Regions from separate parts of the Zea mays genome. Here region 1 is linked to region 2. Evidence: chromatin contacts called from public Hi-C data. All regions are on one chromosome and are shown on one strand. Each heading gives the region's core, a stretch centred on a gene start, on an enhancer-like site or on the middle of the called end of the contact. The rest is flanking DNA. Distances are from core to core; before and after follow the strand shown.

Region 1 (4,792 bases), core at 1,371-3,870, 76 kb before region 2:
TTGGAAGTGCTTTATCTCTGAGTTTTCCTTTAAGAAAATGTCTCTATTTGATGGGAATTAGGGGGTGAAAGTGGAACTATTCCAACAAAAGTGATATTGTTTATGGCCGTCTCAGATCCTTTACATATTTAATTTTTTCAACACCATATTATAGTCGTCACTTATTAGGTTATTCTTGGCCAGGGAGAAAAAGACCGTCCTCCCGATATTATATTAATAAGAGACTAAAACATGGTCCCGAATCCTGGTCTTATGGATGGCAACAGGGAATTTTCCGTCGGGTTTTGGCTCCTTATCCCGTCCCCACACGTCCCCACAACAAAAAAGTTCCCCACAGGGATCCCTACAAACTTTTGCGGGAGGTATTTCTTTCCCATTCCCGTTCCCCGCAGGGATAAATCCCCAGGGGATCCCCGTCCTCGCTTAAATTATATTCGTGATATATTTTTTTTGTTATTAATACAAAACATTATCACTTATACACATTATCAGATTAAGAAATCATTATGTGTACATCAAAATAAACACATTTATACAACGAGTGATCTCTTAACAAGGTAATTATTTATTTTTATTATTATATATTACATAAAAACATCATCATATGTAAGTTTAACGGGTCCCCACGATATGTAAGTTTAACGGGTCCCCACGAGGAATGGGGATGTGGAATGCTTTCCTATCCCTGTTTACCCATCGGGGGAGGATTTTTCCCATTTACAATCTCATGTGGAAAGAACCTTCTTCATCCTCATCCCCCCAAATGGAGGAATTTCCCGCGGGGAATCAGGGATCGGGGCCCCATTGCCATGTCTACCTGGGTTGGAGGGTGGCGCGCATGACGTAACACGAGAGCGATGGGGATGGGGAATGCTTTCCCATCCCCGTTTACCCGTCAGGAAAGGAATTTTCCGATTTACATTCCCGTGGGGGAAGAACCTTCTTCATCCTCATCCCCCAAATGGAGGAATTTCCCACGGGGAATAAGGGATCAGGGCCCCATTGCCATCTCTACCTGGGCTGGAGGGTGGCGCGCAGGACGTAACACGGGAGCGATGGGATGGGGAATGCTTTCCCATCCCCGTTTACCCGTCGGGGGAGGATTTTTCCCATTTACATTCCCGTGGGGGAAGAACCTTCTTCATCCTCATCCCCAAATGGAGGAATTTCCTGCGGGGAATCAGGGATCAGGGCCCCATTGCCATCTCTACCTGGGTTGGAGGGTGGCACGCAGGACGTAACACAGGAGCGGATGGGGCACAACGAGGGAATTTTTTAACCAACCCCAAAAATCGCCACCGAGGGGGATCGCACCTGGGACCTAGAGATACTACTCGGAAGCCTTAACCATTACGCTAGAGACCCTTTCGCTACTAGACTATTATGAGCTATGAGAAGTTCTATATTTATTATGAAATGGATGGAAGCAGTTGAAACCATGTCAACTCATTTTTAAGACATTAGAAAAAACATAAAACCATCATTGAGAGCAATTTGTTTTATCTCCATTGGTTTCATACATTTCTATTGGTCACTTAGATGCAACATTTAATTGACATGGTAGACTATGGAATAGTGAAGTGAAACTTTATATTGAAAGTGCTTGTTTCATTCTTTGTTTTATCTCACTCTTGATAATATGACAGCATTGAAAATAACGCAATGAAACTTTTATTGAGAAGAGCCATGGCTAAACTGAAAATATAGTGTGCCTCAAATAGACTAGCGAGTTTCATCCTATATATATATAGGATACTGCCAGGATTGATTGTGATAATGTTTCCGTTTTAACACCATGAAATTTTTCCGAAATTAAAACTGAGATTTGGTAGTGTTATTCGCAAATTCTCCCATCATTCACACAGGGAGCGAGCATATGCATCATAGGGACCTTGTTTATGTACATATAGCCAAACCAGCCCACAAAATCAACTCGATTTTGAGTTTTCTCCAATCTTTTGTCCATTTGGCCGGACTGAAGTGTGAAGTGAAACTGTTGTATTAACAGTCAAGCTAATCTCACAAGAATACTCTAAAAAGATGTTTTGCTGTTTAAAATTTTATTATTTTGTTTTTGTGAGGTTGCCGATGTTTGTTTTTTTTTTTGACTTGTAGCCTTCCCTGGCGTGGTTGCCCCCGTCCCCCTTCCCTTGTTGCAGGAACGATTGGCAAGGTGTGTCGAGGACTGGAACATGATGGATTGAGTATTAAATTTGGTGCTCCCAGTGCTACCAGCTAGAGCAAGAAATGGGTGAAGGTAGGAGGGGATGCTGCATTTGCGTGCTCAAGTGGTTGCAGATGGAGACAGGTTTCAGACAAGCCGTTTTAATGCTTAACGATGCAGATCTGTGCACCTTAATCAATGGTTCATCTGCGGCCTGCATGTACTGATTTTACACACAGTAGTATATGCATGGCATGGGGATCCATTAATGCGTTGGCTGCCTGGGATGCATGGCGTCTGAGCTGGTCCAGTACGTACTACTAGCTAGTAGCTAGTATTAAATTTTCTATTCGTCCTTGAGTGCCGGACGCATTTGCGCGTCGCTGTACTGTGTGTGGAGTAGTATGTATGGAAGTGGAAGGACCGCAGACCGCAGTGCACTGCAGAGTGCAGAGTGAGTGAGTGCTCCCTGCTCCGGCGGCGGAGGGGGAATCCAAACGCGCGCGCGAGATGCAGAGGCGAGGAGCGCGCGATTTGCGGGCTGCGGCGGCCTGCACTGCACGCCCAGCCGCACTCGGACATGACAGTCGCTTTATTCCCTTGTTTGATTTGAGGTGTGGACCGTGCTGCATGCTGTTGTCTTGGACCAGCTGGACCTTGCAGAGTCTCGTCGTCCCTCTCTAGAGTGTGAAATTCTGTCTTTGCAAGTTTTTTAAATAATGTACAAACGGTTCCGGTTTCGATCTCTCATCGTCTGACAGAGGTCAGCTGCCCCTAAAAATTTTGTTTTTCAGACCTTTCAAAGTTCGTGGCGGCTACATTTTAAGGGCCAGTTTGGTGTCTTACGCCCGACGCCACGCCGCGCCTAGGCTGCGGCGGCCGAATCGGCCGCCACACCTGCGGCAGCAAAAGTCTGGCGGGAGTTGGTAGTTTAGGCATAATACCAAACAGCCCCTAAAATTTTCATTATTCCCATTAATTTTGTTGGTATGTTCATACCACATGCAAGGCTAAGGCTCTGTTTGAAACTATTAGTTAGATACTAAAAATTAGTTAGTGAGGTACAAACAGCCTCAGCTAATATCGTGTCTAATTGTTAGCTAGTTCATTAGGTAGCTCAACCTAGCTAATAATTTATTATTCGACTAACTTTTAGCTCTAGTGGTTCCAAACATGGTATAAACTTAGGCTACATTTGGGAACCACTAGATTTTTTGAATCCGGAATATGCACGTTACCAAAAAAAAAAATCAACGTAAAGTTGATACTTGAGATTCTACTCTGAAGCACATTATTCAAGACATAAAAATCAAGACGTTTGGAACTACAAGATTTCGTACTCACTCATTCCACATGATTTAGTCAATTTGAATTTGTTATAAACTAATTATTGTCAACTTTAACCGGTTATATCATATGTTCATATGAGATTTTAAAACATAAATGTAAAGTCACTAGATTCTCCGTGGCTTGAACTACCATAATATATAATTCTTTTCATATGAGATTTTACGGTCACTAGATTCTTTCTATTCAAGATTGAGTAGAGAGGGGATTTTTGTTAGAGAATTTGGCATTATCAGTTTTAATTTAATCCAGAAAACCAGTGTGATGTATGTGACAGTGTGATGTATGTGACGACATGTATGTGTGTGTATCACTACTCACATAAGCAGTAAACAACAATAAAACATGCACAATTACTGAAAACAGAATGTATCCTGCGGATGGACCGATGCTCAAGGCATTAGTGGCTCCATTCATTTACACAAGACATCTCGTGTGTATGTTCGATGTAGTCGTACGCAGTCGATGCATGCAGATGTACACAGTATAGTCCCTCGAACTGCGCCGACGACGAAGAACCGGATCAGCGTTGGTCGAGCGGACGGAGCGAGCAGTCGCGAGTACGCTCCCTAAAAACCTGATTGTCCGCATACATGTGCAAGTGTAGCTCTGCGGCCGGCGATTTCATAGGGCCTTCTCTCCCACTCTCTTTGTGCTCGCAGAAGGTGGGACGGGAATAGACCGAGCGCAACACGTCTGAGAGATTGTTCGCGTAACCAGAAGAGCGTTGAATATTATTAAATATTAATTTTAGTTAAGCCCACATTAATCCAACAATTTTAGCCCCTCCATTCTCGTCTGGTATTCTTGCTCCTAAACAAGCACAGAAGGTATTACTGTTTTTTTATTACTATGCATCTAGTGGTTAGGATTAAGGGTAAAGTCCGTTGGTTCTTCTCTCAATAAGTTCTACCGGAAACGGAATAAGTGAAACCAGAAGGGCATGACAAATAACAATGCACTCTCAAGTTGGTCCATACCCGTATGTACGTCCTAGCCGTAAGACAACAGGGCAGTTCCTTAGTTATTATATGTCAGACTGTATTGCGACCTAGAGGAACAGAGTAATTAATGAAATTTCGAAGTGACAAGGTGCGTGTTTTTGTGGAGGTCTTATGATGTTTACTCTAGCAAAAGTAGTAGGTCGTCTCCATCCTTTGGAAGTGTTTTTCAGCATTATAAAAAGCTGTTTTTTCTTCTTCTTTTTTTTATTTCTAAAATGAACTAATAGAAACCTGCTTTAATTTGCCGGAACTAACTGTGGACCGGAGGTGATACAAG
Region 2 (4,970 bases), core at 623-3,122:
CGAAATTTAGCGTAGATCATATATCTGTTTTGTAACAGCAAACGAAGCCCAAAATTACGGCGTGAAAATCGCGTGCACCCAATCGTGCGCGGGTTCTGGCTAGGGCAGATTCCGGCGTAAAACTTGAGGTAAAACATCGTAAATGAATACGAAATTTAACGTAAATCCTATATTAGCTAAAACAGCGTAGATTGATCACGTTCGATCGTGCACGGATTTTGGCTTGGTCAAATTTCAGCGTAAAACGTGAACCAAACAACGTAAATGGGTACAAATTTTATCGTACATCATCAATCTATTTCGTAACAACGAATGTGGCCTAAATTACGACGTCAAAATCGCGCTCCGATCGCGCTCCACTGGTCGACGCCGATGATCCCCGCGACCTTCCATCGCGTCCGGGCCTCCCCATCCACCCGGAACGGCACCACGCCGTCGCGGAGCGCGGCCTCCATGGCGGCGCTGCCGGCGTCGCCCAGCGGGGCGCCCTGCGCGCGCCACGTACGCCAGCGGGAGGACGCCCCTGGCGGGCACGCGGAACGGGTAGGCGCAGAGCACCGCCAGCCCGCCCGCGCCGCCACGTACGACACGCGGGGCTGCAGCAGCAGCACCACCACAAGGACGGCCACGGCGCCCAGCAGCACCACGACCGCAAGCACCATGAACAGCACCACCGCCGCCCATTCCGCCGCGCCCGACCGGTGCCTCCTGAAGCTGTACCGCCGCGGACGCTGAGGCTCCTCCTCGCGCCCCCTCCACGACCGCCAACCCGCCGGCTGGAGAGCGCCGCGGCGGCCGGGGCTCTCCTGCTCACGGGCGCCTCCTCGCACGCCCGAGGGAACCGCCGCCGCCGCTAAAACCTAATCTCTGGCGGCGTGGAGGTGTTTTTATAGTGACGGCGTGGGCCCGATTCACGTAATATGCGCAGACTATATTTTCAATAAACTGATACACACATCAGCATAACTCGTATTATAATTTAGCGTAAGCATAGGTAGGTACAATAAGCCAGGGCTCCGGTGCGGTCTGCACACCTGGTCAGGGCTTCCTGTAGTTAAATAGAGCCCAGGGCTCTAAATACTATATATATATATATATATATATATATATATATATATATATATATATATATATATATATATATATATATATATATATATATATATATATATATAGAGAGAGAGAGAGAGAGAGAGAGCTGAGAAATAAATGAGGTTCGTTTTTGTCAAAACTATAGGTGTGGCATTTATTTTGGACCTCGACGTCATAAGTTATGGTGCCAATGTCCTACCACTAAGGTGTCTACACCACTAGCAGAGTAATTCTTCGGCGTCATAACATATGACAGTGAGTAATTAAATCTTAATGTTATAGGTCACCATGTTGAGCTTTAAGATCTAGACATGGTAACAGTCTGATCTCCACTATATTTAAGCGTGAGTTTCATTGTGCGTCGCCTGCTCCAGCAAGCGCATCAAGCGAATATATTTCCCCTCCCTCACGAAATATCCAAAAAAAACGAGTATAGAGGATTCAAACCCTACTCTCTTGGTATAAAGCACTTGGCTTCTACCACTATACTAATATCTATTTATGTTGTATAAAGTAGAGATACTGTAAATATATACATATACTAATAATTTGAAAATAAAAAAATATAATCGTTTTTAATAAATATCTTATTTAGCCTGGGGCAACGCGCGCTGCACAGTAGTCAGTAGCTGTGTATAGACAGGCCGATTGAATGCTTAAACGAAGATCCCTGCAGACACCGTACGTGATCCATGCACGCACGGACTGACGGGGGGCAGCCTGCTGGATCGTACGTAGACGTAGCGCAGCACAGGCATATACAATATAATACGCACAGAAAGCCCATTTGATCAACGCCGTACCCATAATTGCAACTTGTGTGTTCGATGGGCTCCGCGCCGCGGCACGAGACGATACGATACGTGAGCGGTTTCGAAACGTACGTGTGATGACGGGGGCCGAGATGATTGATGTGAGGAAGGCAGCAGTCTGGCTCTGGCTGCAGCCTGTAGTCTCCTGTACACACTCACTGGCTGCCTTTCGTTGACGTAGATGCACGACTGAATTCGACTAGACTTATATCACATCTTCACATGTTGAAAAGGAGATACCTTCGATCAAACTTGTTAGAATCATTGATCCACTCAAAGAAAAGTCACCTCTCATGGTTCCAAATAAGTGATGCCAACGACTTATCAGTAATTTAATAACATATATCAAGGAACAAAGAAGTAGAATATTTACAAATAATTATTTACATTAAAACAACCACATGTGTAGAAGCAATGAACATCTATATCTGGATGCCCTGGTTGAAACACGTGGGTTGGTCGAATCAAAAGATTAAATAAGGATGAAAGAATTAGAGAGAGATGAGAAATAGATGATGTTCGCTTTAATTTTGTCAGAACTAGGTGTGGTATTTATTTTAGACCTCAGCGGCGTAAGCTATGGTGTCGATGTCCTGCCACATTAGTGCCACTATGATGTCTACATCACTAACAGAGTAACTCTTCAGCGTCACAACATATGACATTGAGCAGTTAAATCTTAATGTTATAGGTCACCATGTTGAGCTTTAAGATATAGACACGGTAACAATTTCATCTCTACTATATTTAAGCGTGAGTTTCGTTGTGTGTCGCCTCCTCCAGCGAGCGCAACGAGCGAATAAATTTCCCCTCTGGCACGAAATATCCAAAAAAGGGGTATAGAGGATTCAAACCCTACTCTCTTGGTATAAAGCACTTGGCTTTTACCACTACAACTCATGTCTATTTATGTCGTATAAAGTAGAGATACTGTAAATATATACATATACTAATAATTTGAAAATCAAAAAAATATAATCATTTTTGAATAAATATCTCATTTAAGCAACATCTACCTATATGTCAACTAACTAGATGAAGATGTAAACGTGAAACTTAAAAAAAGAGGCTAACATAAAAAAAAAACAGTAGACAAAGCATTATCCACTCATGCATCCGCTGGCATCATGCACGGTCCTAGCTCGCACACTGACAGTGACACTTGTGGAAGGCTGAAAGCGCGGGGTGCAGTAGTAAATAAAAGCCTGGGGCAACGCTGCACAGTAGCTGTGTAGAGACAGGCCGATTGAATGCTTAAACGAAGATCCCTGCAGACACCGTACGTAATCCATGCACGCACGCACGGACGGGGGCCGGCATGCTGGATCGTACGTAGACGTAGCACAGACATACGATACGTGAGCGGTTTCGAAACGTACGTGTGATGACGGGGGCCGAGATGATTGATGTGAGGAAGGCAGCAGGCTCTGGCTCTGGCTGCAGCCTGTAGTCTCCTGTACACACTCACTGGCTGCCTTTCGTTGACGTAGATGCACGACTGCCATGTGAGTGGAGCCAGCTGACGAATGGATGTATGCTCCCTCGACGACGACGACGATAGTGGCTAGCTAATGGTCATCATCGCCGCCGTAAGGGATGCATGATCTATCTACCGACGTCGTGCGGCGTGCCTTCTCTTGGACGACACACGACAGCAGCTAGCTAGCTAGCAGTACGTACGTGGTCCGGTCCGACCGTGGCGGTGACGCGCCACCCGGCAGCGGGGCCGGCCGGGAACATGAGTTGGTCCGGCCGATCCCCCTGGAACGACGCGCGTCCCCGTTGCGTAGGAACGGGGGACTGTTACACCCGCCGCCGACGTCGACCCCTCCCGTTCGCGATCCGATCGATCGAGTACGTCCCACCGCTTCGTTCCATTCCATGCAGCACGCATCAGTGGTGGTCGACCCCACCACCCGCGCAGCCAGCTGGCCACAAAAGAAATGAGAAAGAAACAGTGGTGGTGGACCTTCGTTCGTAGCCTGTGCAGTGGTCAAGGACTGTATACATTTTCGTGACTGGAGAAGTGGGCTGAAAGATCTAGCGCTGCGATAGAATAGAACAGGGTGAAATTAAAAGAGGTGGTCGAGGAATGCTTCACTCCTTTCCAGGAGAATGCGGGGGCGACTCTGGTCCAAAAGACAAATGGTTTGTTTGGTTTACCTTACTAGTTTTTCTAAAAATCTTGGCTGTGAAGTCTAAGGGCTTGTTTGGGATCAAAGGTAATGGAGGGGATTGAGGGGCTATAATCCTTCACTAAGGATTATAGCCCCTCAATCCCCTCCATTACCATTTGTCCTAAACAAGCCCTAAGTATCATGGGGATTAGAAAGATGAATGTGTTCATAGGATTCAGGAACTAGAAAACGACAGACTCTTACTATTACAACGTGTTTACTTTAATTTTGGATAGTTTTTATTAAATCGATTCGTACATACGCTGGTTCAAAAGCTAAGCGTTTGACACTCTACATCAACTTTTTGTGGTCAGAGGCTAGAGAAAGCTAAACCAAACAGGGCTAAGCCAATGTTCTTCTGACTTTTGACGGTGTTTTAAACGCCTGGGAATGGAGGTCGTTGCACCTCCGCTCCAACGAATTCTGGTTCTTCGTTTGCTGACTTTTCTTTGCCTTCTGCTTCCAGTCAATGTCAAAGTCCATTCATCGGTAAGGTTTCAATTCAATGGAGACGGGACCAACTTGGAACTTGAAACAAGGCCTCAATGTCAGTACAGGACTACGGAGTAATAGTACTGAGCCCCTTTTACCTTTTTCTTTCCTTTTTTTTATTACAAACAGGAATAAAAGGGCCAATGGGCCCAATGGACCGAGCGAGGGGCGAAAGCAGTGGTAGACGGCAATGGGCCTTCTATAAATGATCAGTTCCAACCGTCATCCACCCACAAGGCAGGCAGCCACAGCACCTGACCACCACAACCCATCGAGCTTCCCATCCGGACCGGACCCCATCAGGAGCAGAGGCAGAGTCGAGAGTCTCTCAGCGAAGCCACCGTCCGACGCCATGTGCTACCAGGTGAGGTGCGGCACCTGCGGCAAGACCACGTGG

What was found. Hi-C and Micro-C count contacts between places; a contact is called where the count stands out from the background.
Region 1: a contact with region 2 is called in a Hi-C map of tassel, with 10 times the contacts expected there. The contact joins two enhancer-like sites. A contact is called at or near these places in 15 of 25 Hi-C or Micro-C datasets (bundle sheath, ear, endosperm and 2 more) and 1 of 3 datasets of contacts at active chromatin or transcription factors (leaf).

What each region holds. Positions count from the first base shown.
Region 1 is chr1:263,948,374-263,953,165 of Zm-B73-REFERENCE-NAM-5.0, reverse strand. No RefSeq gene overlaps it. Among protein-coding and RNA genes, the nearest start is that of TRNAL-CAA, 4.3 kb to the right of the region's middle. Within about 2 kb of position 2,620, at least 13 of the 20 cell types and tissues checked have an H3K27ac peak or open chromatin away from gene starts, as enhancers often do. A contact at or near this core is called in tassel, where this site is marked.
Region 2 is chr1:263,870,988-263,875,957 of Zm-B73-REFERENCE-NAM-5.0, reverse strand. It overlaps the pseudogene LOC100278494. Among protein-coding and RNA genes, the nearest start is that of LOC100382010, 14 kb to the right of the region's middle. Within about 2 kb of position 1,872, at least 2 of the 20 cell types and tissues checked have an H3K27ac peak or open chromatin away from gene starts, as enhancers often do. A contact at or near this core is called in tassel, where this site is marked.